Linked DNA regions of Columba livia: region 2 is linked to region 1. Evidence: chromatin contacts called from public Hi-C data. All regions are on one chromosome and are shown on one strand. Each heading gives the region's core, a stretch centred on a gene start, on an enhancer-like site or on the middle of the called end of the contact. The rest is flanking DNA. Distances are from core to core; before and after follow the strand shown. Region 1 overlaps KCNQ1 (potassium voltage-gated channel subfamily Q member 1). Region 2 overlaps KCNQ1 (potassium voltage-gated channel subfamily Q member 1).

Evidence for each region. A called contact is a pair of places that touch in the nucleus more often than the background predicts.
Region 2: a contact with region 1 is called in a Hi-C map of liver, with 2.6 times the contacts expected there. The contact joins two enhancer-like sites. A contact is called at or near these places in 2 of 2 Hi-C or Micro-C datasets (crop and liver).

What each region holds. Positions count from the first base shown.
Region 1 is chr5:52,725,377-52,730,560 of bColLiv1.pat.W.v2, reverse strand. All of the region lies in intron 2 of KCNQ1 (potassium voltage-gated channel subfamily Q member 1), which reads right to left. Among named protein-coding and RNA genes, the nearest start is that of KCNQ1, 53 kb to the right of the region's middle. Within about 2 kb of position 1,615, at least 1 of the 3 cell types and tissues checked has an H3K27ac peak away from gene starts, as active enhancers do.
Region 2 is chr5:52,976,836-52,981,946 of bColLiv1.pat.W.v2, reverse strand. All of the region lies in intron 16 of KCNQ1 (potassium voltage-gated channel subfamily Q member 1), which reads right to left. Among named protein-coding and RNA genes, the nearest start is that of CDKN1C, 84 kb to the left of the region's middle. Within about 2 kb of position 2,041, at least 2 of the 3 cell types and tissues checked have an H3K27ac peak away from gene starts, as active enhancers do.

The DNA of each region.
Region 1 (5,184 bases), core at 366-2,865:
AGCCAGCAGACGGCACCAGCCTGTCACCAGTGGGTCGTGCTGGCCTGCAATCTGTCACCAGCTCCACCATGAGCTTCAGGAAGGTCGCTCTTCCCAAAGCCTCTCTTAGTCTTCAGAGTTTGAGCCCCAAGTAATGCTTGCTGCTTCATAGCCATCTCAGCCCAACATAGTATTGAGACAAATGCTAAATTCTGGTTCCTTTACACACAGTGACATAGTTACAGACTTTATTTTAAATGGCAGTGTTCAGGTATGCCACCACAGAACTCCACGTACAGAAATTCAAAAGAGGAGTAGTTGGCTTTTTTTTCACAGCTCTTAGAAAAGGCAGAAATGGAAGTAACCAATTTTCTGCATGCAAGCTTTTCTTTATAGAACGCACACTGCAGTGCTGCAGACTAAAATAAGAATTCAAACCCAGAACTTTTGAACCTGCTAGAAGAAATGTATGAAATACATGTAGAAAGAGTTTTCTAACCCATAAAAATCACTTCTTGTTCTTATCATATACATCTGAATGTAATTTTTGGTGGCAACTTTAGAGAAGTTTAGCCAAATAAACTTATTGATTTGCCCCACTGAATAAGGAAACACCTAAGACAATAGTAAGAGCATACCTGGAAGGACACAACATACTGGAAATCCCTCAGTATGTTAAACAAGTTCAGTATCTTTTTCTTTCTCCTCCATGCAAACACTTGTTCAATTCATTTCACTGGAATCTTTAACTGTTTTCACTTTTTTCTAAAAGCCATCCAGAAGATGAGAAATTAGGTAGGCCAAAGAGCATGAATTTTGAAGCAACAACCACAAAGTGGCCAGAGTTGGCTCTGGCAGCAACATTTCCACAGCCCTTTTCTTCCACCCCTCTCTCCCAAAATTATCTTTGTTGATTACTCGTATAAAATTCCTCAAGCCCATGTGAAAAACCACCTCTTTATTAGTAGTTCGCTTTTTCCAAAAGATATTTTTTACCTACTTAGGACACCATCCAAAGTCTGAACCCAGCTGCCCCAGACACAGCGTGGTCCAAGGCTGCCCTCTGCAGACCCTGAAGTGAAGCGAGAGCTGTGTTCTACGTGTTTGATTTTTAGCACACATTACAACAAAAAAAGCAGCTCCTTTACTTGTCTTAGCATACTTTCCTTCCATATCACCTCTTTGATCCTTCTTGGCATTCTTTTTCAGCTCAGACTTCATCTACACCAAACAGTAACAACAGGGTGGGTTGTTTTTGTTTCTTGCTCGTTTTAAGTCCATTTCATTAAATTGGTTCAGCTGTCCCTAACAGACAATCTTATTCCCATTTTTAGAAGCTCCTGATTTGGCTCCCTCAGACCTGTTCACAATGGACATAAAGCAGAATTTAAGCTGGACTAAAAGCATGTTCACACAACCTTCTGAACCAAATCAATTCAATCCCTTTAACATCACATTTACATTAAACACATAATTCTCCTGTACAGACCAGGGGAGTTGACAGACGATTGCTTTGCGAACAGCTGGAAAAAGTTAAGATGTTACTACCAGCAGCATTTCAAACCAAGGCAGCTGATTTTGCAATGAAGCAGATTAGAAGCACTCACGTTATCTGCCAGCACAGTTCAGCTACAAACATCAGAACCACAGACTGAAGCTCAACGAGAAACAGCGGGGTTCAGATTCCGAGGAAGCTCCATGTTCCAGCTACTAACTGTACTGCCACCTAATTAAAAGGAAGAGGGCGATTTTCATTTCTGTTCATGTTTCCTGAGCCTTCGAATCACTCACATCTGGCTTTTTACTTTAAATTGTAGAGAAGTTGATTTCAAATGAAAGCTGGGATTCTCAACCTCAGCTGTCAGTGGAATGACAGAGAGGAAATGCTGCAGCAAGTGAGTCCCTGGGCAGGTCAGTCTGTAGTTCCAGCAAAGAAAAAGGATTGAAGAACACAAGTCCAGCATTCACACATCTTCTACACCAGCTCACTCTTTGGTCAGACCAGGGGACACAGCTGAGGCTGCAGAGACAAATTTTTCACTTTCTCGGCTCCAGTTGTTCTTCAGAATCTAGAAATTAGATCAGCCTGTAGAGCTACCACCAGGCACCCTTTACAGACATTAATCCCCCTTAATTTTTCCAATGGATGAAAATGCACCAATGTCCAGATGGTAAGTCTCTGTCTTGGCATTCTTAACCAAGAAAGGTAATCAGAAAAAATAAACGGTGGAACCACTTTGAACCGTTTGTTTTCTGTGAAGACCATCTTCAGAATCAAAAGCCGTAGGTATTTTTCTTTCTTACAATACTCACAAAACACTCCAGCAAACAAAACCGAGGGCTCATACTAAAAAAAAGAAAAATTTTAAAAAAATCTAGATTTCTTTTCGGCCCAGACTCAGTGCCACTTTCTGTTCACTGTAGGAATAATTTCAATGCCAATAACATAAATGTTAACCACCCAAAACTATTACCTTTTATCTTAATTGATAGTCTATTTAATGTTCAATAACTGCTTAATCTCTTCAGTAAGAAGTACGTTAAAGTAGAAAAGGAACTCAAAACAGAAAGCTGGAAAGAGCTTATACTTTCATTACTTTCATCATAAAAACATACTCTTCCTTTTTTTTTTTTGTTGGAATCAATACTGAAATGAGATTCCTACCAGAAAATAGCTTTTTCAGGCACACTAAATATCCCTTGGTTCAGCAGAATACTTAATCCCCTTGGATCAAGCACTTGGATTTTCTTAGATCATGCTGAGATAACAGCATTCTGCTGTGTTCTGGCACTATAAAATCCTTGCTTATGAAAATAAAAGAAAAATATGGCCTCTCTGGGAACATACATCTCTGAATTGCTTTTTTCTGTAGTTTAAATATTGTAGTCTCAAAAATCAATTTTTACACAGATATACCACATTCTTTTTATGAGTCATGGCAAAAGCTCTCCCACACCACTATTTTAAATGGGCCAAGTGTACATATACCCTTCAAAATGATGGTCCTTTCAGAGTCTTGGCTCAGACTCCAGCTCACGCTGGGCAACTGCCCACGAGTAACCGGAGTCAAAACCCTCCAACAGCACCATCTAGTGAAAAAAAGTTAAACACATGCAAATTTAAACAGTTCTCACTGCATTCGGGAAACTAACAAAAGGCCAATTCTCTCCTAATCTCCCATTACAACTGCATTTAGGGATAGCTTTCAGCAAGGGTCTTTGCCTTGTGAAGTGTGGTGACAAGCAGAGAAAGATTCAACAGCTAATTGTAAAACTTTTTGTCTAAAACTGGAACACCACTTAGAACACATATAAACTTTTCCTTGTTTATTTTTCCAATGTTAAGCTTGTATTTTTCTTACTGTTGTGAAAAACAAAAGCATTTTTAAATGCTTTGAAATTACTGATAACATAACATCTGATGTGTAGCTGGTGAGGGGCCTGGAGCACAAGTCTTAAGAGGAGCAGGTGAGGGAACTGGGGCTGTTTAGCCTGGAGAAAAGGAGGCTCAGGAGAGACCTTATCACTGTCTACAACTACCTGAAATGAGGTTGTAGCATGGAGGGGGTTGGTCTCTTCTCCCAAGTAACAAGTGATAGGACAAGAGGAAATGGCCTCAAGTTGTGCCAGGGAAAGTCTAGATTGGACATAAGAAAAATTTCTTCATCAAAAGGGTTGTCAGGCATTGGAACAGGCTGCCCAGGAAAGTGGTGGAGTCACCATCCCTGGAGGTGTTTAAAAGACGTATCAATGGGGTGCTTAGGGACAAGCCTTCATAGTGGACTTGGCAGCCTTAAGTTAACAGCTGGACTCTTAAAGGTCATTTCTAACCTAAACGATTCTATTATTTCCTCCTCTGGTAGTGTGAGGCGATATTACAAGACAAGCAGCTCCAGAATAAAAAGGAAACATATATACATATAATCTCAACCACCTTTTTAGCTCTTATTTTCTTATAATTGTAATATCTTGTATGACTATATTCTTTAAAGAATGAAATTCTTGTTCATGAAAAAGGGCATGCTCAGCTTCCATCTGTAACTTTCACGTCACCAGTCTCCTTGGTTTTAAAAAGACTATCTGCTGAAGTTACACAAGTGCTTAGATCTTTCACAGGGTCAGAGCTAAATGCTTTGGCTATGTGAAGGAAACAATGCAATATAGCTCTTAATAGTGAGTGTTTTCAAGGGTCCTGTCTGAATGATTTCTCAGTCAGGAGAAACAGATTCTGTACTTTTCCCAACGTGCACCTTCACAACTGGGCTGCAGCAGGGATACTGTAACAACAGCAGTGTGCACATAACACACACACGCTTTTACAGTTATTCCATCTAATTTTCAATATGAATCAGATTTACAGTGCCTATGCAGTAAACTCACCTAATCAGACTTGCTACATGAGGATGTTCAGCTCAGCATACCCACGTGCTAACTGAGCACTAATTTCCAGACATTCAGCATGATAGAATCATTTCTTGAATTTCCAGACCTATAGCTGCCTGGTCAAAGCCTCTCCTCACCCCTGCCAGAATACAAGTCCACAAATCTCAAGTAAGAAACATTTCAAAACATGGCGCTACACATTTGGTACCATGAACTCTCTCAGCCTTATATTTGATTTACTACAAAGCAGAATTCATTTGGAGAGAATTCTACTCTACATAAGAAGTTATGTCTAAATAAAAGGCAGTCTGCTCTTGACAAAGGTTCAGTAATTTTCCCTGTTAGAGCAGACAGGGAAAGGTGGACTCAATTTTTTATAGTCTTCAAAAAAAGGAGTTAAAGGTCTCCAAGTGTTACTTTAATCTCACAGAGCATACACTCAGGCAGTATAACTCGTTTCATGGAACAACTTGAGGTCTCATAAACCTCAAATTCCACATGGCCAAAGTTCCCTCCTTCTCACTGTCCCAGTTAAGCCCAAGTAGAAAACTGTTCTTTCAAGATTCGCATACTCCTCTGGTAGGCTGCTGCTATAGTGCTGCTCCTCTGAGGTCCCTCTCACTCAGAATTAGTTCTTAAATCAACTTTTTTGCCCTTCTTTGCTCACCTACCATGACAATGTTACCTACTTTAATTGTCTGGCTCCCAATTAAAACTATTATTGTGGTGTAACTAAAAGTTCCTCTCAAACATGACCACTGCAAAGCAGTAGAAAGAGTGTTCTCCTAAGCTTTAATAAGTCTCCTTACATTACCATTGAGT
Region 2 (5,111 bases), core at 792-3,291, 250 kb before region 1:
ATCATGTGCTATGATTACAGGAACTGAAGGTCTGTGCACTCCTGAAATGTGCATTTCTCTCATGGTTGCAACTATGCGAGTTTAGCCTCAAAGGCAGAAGGTGGTTCTTTCCAGCCTGATGTTCTCAAATACTGTTACAAACTATTATAAAAGACCTGCAGATCCATGAACACAGGCATTGGAAAAACGTCAACAGACAAGTCTTTTTGGCTTAGGTGGCATTCGACAATTGCATTTGAGAAACAGCTGAAAACAGGTTTAGCAGGGATTCATCCCAGAACACCCAGTTCCTTCCTCACTTCAGTCCCTTTGAGGCCAATTTTCATCCCAGACATTTCAGGGCCTCAGCTTTTAAATGCACATCAGGGGAGATAAAACAGACAGCTATCTGGCAGGCAAGAAATACAACAAGCGGAACAGTGACAGGAAGTAGAAAAGGGGATGAGAAGTCTGGCTTGGGAAGAGAAGACAATGAAGTCAGAACTGCAGTACCCCGAGGAATGGAAAGGCCAGAAGGACCCTGACATTTTGTGGTGTGTCTCTACTACAAAAATACACCTTCTGGAATTTCAAAGAACCAGAGAAGCTGCAGCTGTTTTATATTCAGAGATATGCTTTGAGAAAGGTGTGCTTTATTTTAGCATTAGCAGAAAGCAACAGAGATTTTTCTACCAAGATATGAAAAATCACCCAAGTGGAGATCAAAACTCCAGACCTTTTTGTTTCTGTCCCATATTTACTCCTCTAGAGGACACTGTTGTATAAGAGCAGATGCACAGTAAATGCTAAAAAACACCTTTTCTCTTTTTTTTCTTTTAAGAGACAATACCCATGAATGTCTGGTATTCCAGGGAAGTATCACTCCTGAATGATTTCTGCAGAGTATGTATGTGTTTCTTGGGCATGAGAACCTGTTGAATTCTGGGTAGGTGGTACAGGGGTTCACCCCTCTGTAACAGCACGCTGCCATTGCCACCACTAAACCATCCATGGAGCCGCCATATATACAATGGTGCCTTCTCCTCCAAAGCACCACCTTGCCACCCTGGTCTTCACTTGACGGGGATTGGCTTGGGTGCAGTGGTCTCACCCTTTCTAACTTCAAAACCAGCACAATGACCACAGGATGACCATGGAAAGAAATGCTTGGAATTTGTTAATGGGGAAAAAGAAAAGAAAGCAAAAGCCTGTAGCTTCCTCAAGTATTAGGATGGAAATGGGGTAGTTATGAACTTGGATACAGCTCTTTAATGACTGAATTAATAGCAGTAATGAGTCAGTTCCAAAGTTTAATCAGATGACTGTATTCATTTGCTCTAAATATCATATTTAGTGATTTGTGCTGATTCTTCAGTTTGTGGGATTAGTTACAGTTCATTGTAAGTTCTAACTGTATTTCCATGTATTGTGTTAAGACCTGATTCAAGAGTAGTTTTATTTGATAAAAACCAGATGTTCTTAAAAGAGACTCTCTCCTTCACAGAACAAAACATTATTCTTAGCAATTGTATGTACCTTACAAAATTAATAAGCACAGCATCTCCCTGCGTGACATATGACATTATTATATTTTTCCCTGTTGAGGGACTTTTAAGCCGTTGGGGTCACGACCTCTGTGCCTTATGAGAAATGGAGAAGCACATGGTTCTAATTTTATCTTCAACTCTGCCCTCCTGCTGACATGTATGTTTACAATACTGTTCATCTGTTGACCCTTCACTCACATTTAAAATATTAGCTAACATTTTTTGGTCCCAATCACAATGGTGCATGGCGATTAGCTTTTAAGATCATTTGTTTTCTTTATTGCCTTTTGCCATGCACATCTTATCCAAAAGCCCTTGGCTTGTTTTTCTAATTTGAAAACAGCACCAGCCACAAAACCAACTGCAGTTTTCCTGGACACTTCTGCTCTCGTTATGACGCAGGGCACTTTAGATCTTCAAATACACGATGATATCACCCCACTCAGAGAGGAGATGGGAAACATCCCAGGGTGGTTAGAGATATCCCCGAGGAGCCAGCCGGCTCAGATACTCTTGGCTGCCCTTCAGTCCCCAGCCAGGGAGGGTCGGGGCGAGCTCAGACCGACGTGTGTCCCAGGGCACACAGTCTGTCCCCCAAGTCCCCCTGCACAAGGCTCCCTGGAGAGACTGGCTGGATCCCAGCACGGGCCAGTCAGGAAGAAAAACCTCCCAGAGAAACCAGCCCCTTCTCCAGTCCGTGTCGCATGCTGAAAGAACGCATGCTCACTTCTCAGCATGCAGTGAAAGAAAGTGCAACCAGATAAGGCTGGATTTTTGAAGGGGGGCCCTAGAAATGAGAGGGCTGCTTATTCTCCACTCTGTTTTTCCTTACATCAGAACGAAGGTGAAGGAAAAAGGAAAGAAGTGGGGGGAGGGAGGTTGGGAGGGTGGAGAGAGAGAGAAATAATCTGATTTTATTAGCTTTTTAGTAAGGGGTAAATTTTAACAGGAAAAATAACAAATACTTTCCTTTTAAATTAAAATAACATAGAAAATTTAGAAAGAAACCTTTAGCACTTCAGTTTCTTCAAGATTTTTTTTTCTTATTTTAAATTATATTTTTAAATTTTAAATACTTACATCAACAGTGCATAATATGCTGTGGTAACATGACTATGAAAAGAACACAGAGCACTTTCACTTATATAAAGCAAAATTATTTACTTGGTTATTTTCACTATGCTGTATTAAAAGATACCATATTAAATGAGCTCAAATACATGTATGCCTTAACTTAAACTGCATAATAGGGCATCACATTCATCATTTGCTCAGTTCAAAATATTTTCATAATTCTAAAGCTCAGCACTCTCAGTTTCCCTATAATCTGCTATCCCAGTAAGTCTTTGCAGTGTGTTTATTGATGTATTTGGCTTCCCATAAAAATTCTGTAAATAATTTCCAGGCCTGAAATGTACTAAGCTTATTACAATGCTAGAGAGACCTTCAGAAGTGTTAATGCCTTATTTTTAGGGAGTGAGAGCAAGGTCTCTTTTCAGTGGTTGTTATGGGGACAAATTTCAGTGAAAACTGGGCTGATTCAGGATTACCCTTTTTCTTGGAGGAAGGGATATGGATATTGCAGTTACAAGTCAGGCTCTGAAAACATCTGGTTCCTGCAGGTTTCAACCATCTCATAGACGTCCTCAAAAATATTAAGAAGGGCTGAGTAACAAGGTAAGGGAAGGACAGAAAGAAAAAAGCTTCAGACAGCTGTAGGCTGGAGCCATTACTTCGTACTGTGGAAAGAACCAGCAGAGAAAACTGAAGAAAGATGCTGTCTTCACCCTAATGAGCACAGAAGTACGCCTAGACACCATGAAGACATTGTCGTGTACCGTTAATAATCTCATTATAACTGTGGAGAGATTTCCTAATCTATATATTCAGATAATCCCATCCACCCCCAGGTTGTCATTTGGCTACATATATGTACAAATATCCATTTGTATATTTCTTTGATAGCAACCAATGGCCTCCCAAGCTATCTTCTAAGAATCCAATCCATAAATAATCCTGTTGAAGTGTTGAAGTCATTGCTGTTCACAGTGAGTTGATATTAGCTGAAGAACCAGACCCTAAAATTGTCGTACTTCATCACTCCTATATTTCCTTTCATCTTCTCCCTCACTCCCCCTGCCTTCTTTCTTGATGTCTCTAATTGCCAGAACAGCAGATATCGGCCAAGAGACTTGGCAACCCTGTGTCTCAGGAGCTGATGCCAATGGCAGTTGGGGGAGCAGCACTGGTGTTCAGCATATTTGGCTTTTTTCCTTGGACTAATGAAGACATCACACTGTTTCTGCTCTCCCAACCCCATAACCTCTGATCTTGGATGTAGAGTCTCTGGGCATGAAACATGGTGCCTCTCACTGCTGCAGAAAATCAATCAAAGCTAATGCAACCAGGGAGGCTGTTACTTGCTATGTTGGCAATTCACTAATTGCTTCCATTATCACTCCAGCGAGGAGGACAGATGGACACTCCTGAGTCAGCTGCAAATTGAGAGCAGTTTCCACATACAACTATTTCCAAAAATTTCTAACATAAGCCATCTTTTCTTGTTTGCATTTTTGGCTTATGCAGAATTTAAAACTGCATCATTAGCACATTGGATCTATGCCAGTTAGACAGGCATGACAAAACGGCATTTTTCCCTTCAATAGTTGGGTGCAACCCAGCTTTTGAAGAGAAAAAAACCAAACCATAAATTCACCAGCTCAAAATTATACTGTAATTTATTAATCTGTCACTGTAGGAGGCTGGATTTCCTGCCTTCATTTTCACTAATACATAGCAATTCAAGTAGAATACTTGAAGCTTTCCTAATGCCTGCTTGCTCACAATTCCTATAATCTCATGACAACAAACAGCAGATAGACTTGTTGCATAATACTATCAATAATGGTCAAATAATTAAAACATGCCCATACAAATATCCTTTACATGCTTAAAGAAAAGGATCAGTAGAGGTAAGGCACAGTGATCACACAGCACTTCGCATCAAAGCCTTTCGTGTTGTACCTTTTCCATGATTTCTGAGCTCACCATGGAACTACTCATATTTTATCAATAAGGAAAAAGAAACATAAGTTGTTCCAATGTGACATCTTCTGCAACATGACAATGAATGACTTAGTAAAAGAAATAAAATCTAGTATGCCTCAGTTCTCAGTCCCTTCCGCTCTGTCACTCCACTCCCATAGCCATAACTTAATGGACGTTTTACCTTTCATGCAACGATTTGCAGCATTGAAGCTACTTCCTAGAGTACTTCATGGGAACATATAGCTTTAAGCTATGGAAAACAGGCAGAAAACCTGCATCAACAGCTATTTCTACTAAGGCCTTTCTTTATGCCTGAAGAGGTCTTTGACTGCTCTGGTTCTGATACAAATCTGTATTTTTGGTACTTGGAAGAAAAACAGGTTCTTAACCTTCTCATAACAACACGAGCATGAAAGTAATCACATAGGACCCTGCCAGATGATAGAGTGGATGGCTAAGATACAGGAGGAGAGGCTGATGTACATGAATGTGGACACTTCTGTGAACAAGGCTACCACGATCAGCACAGTTTGCAAA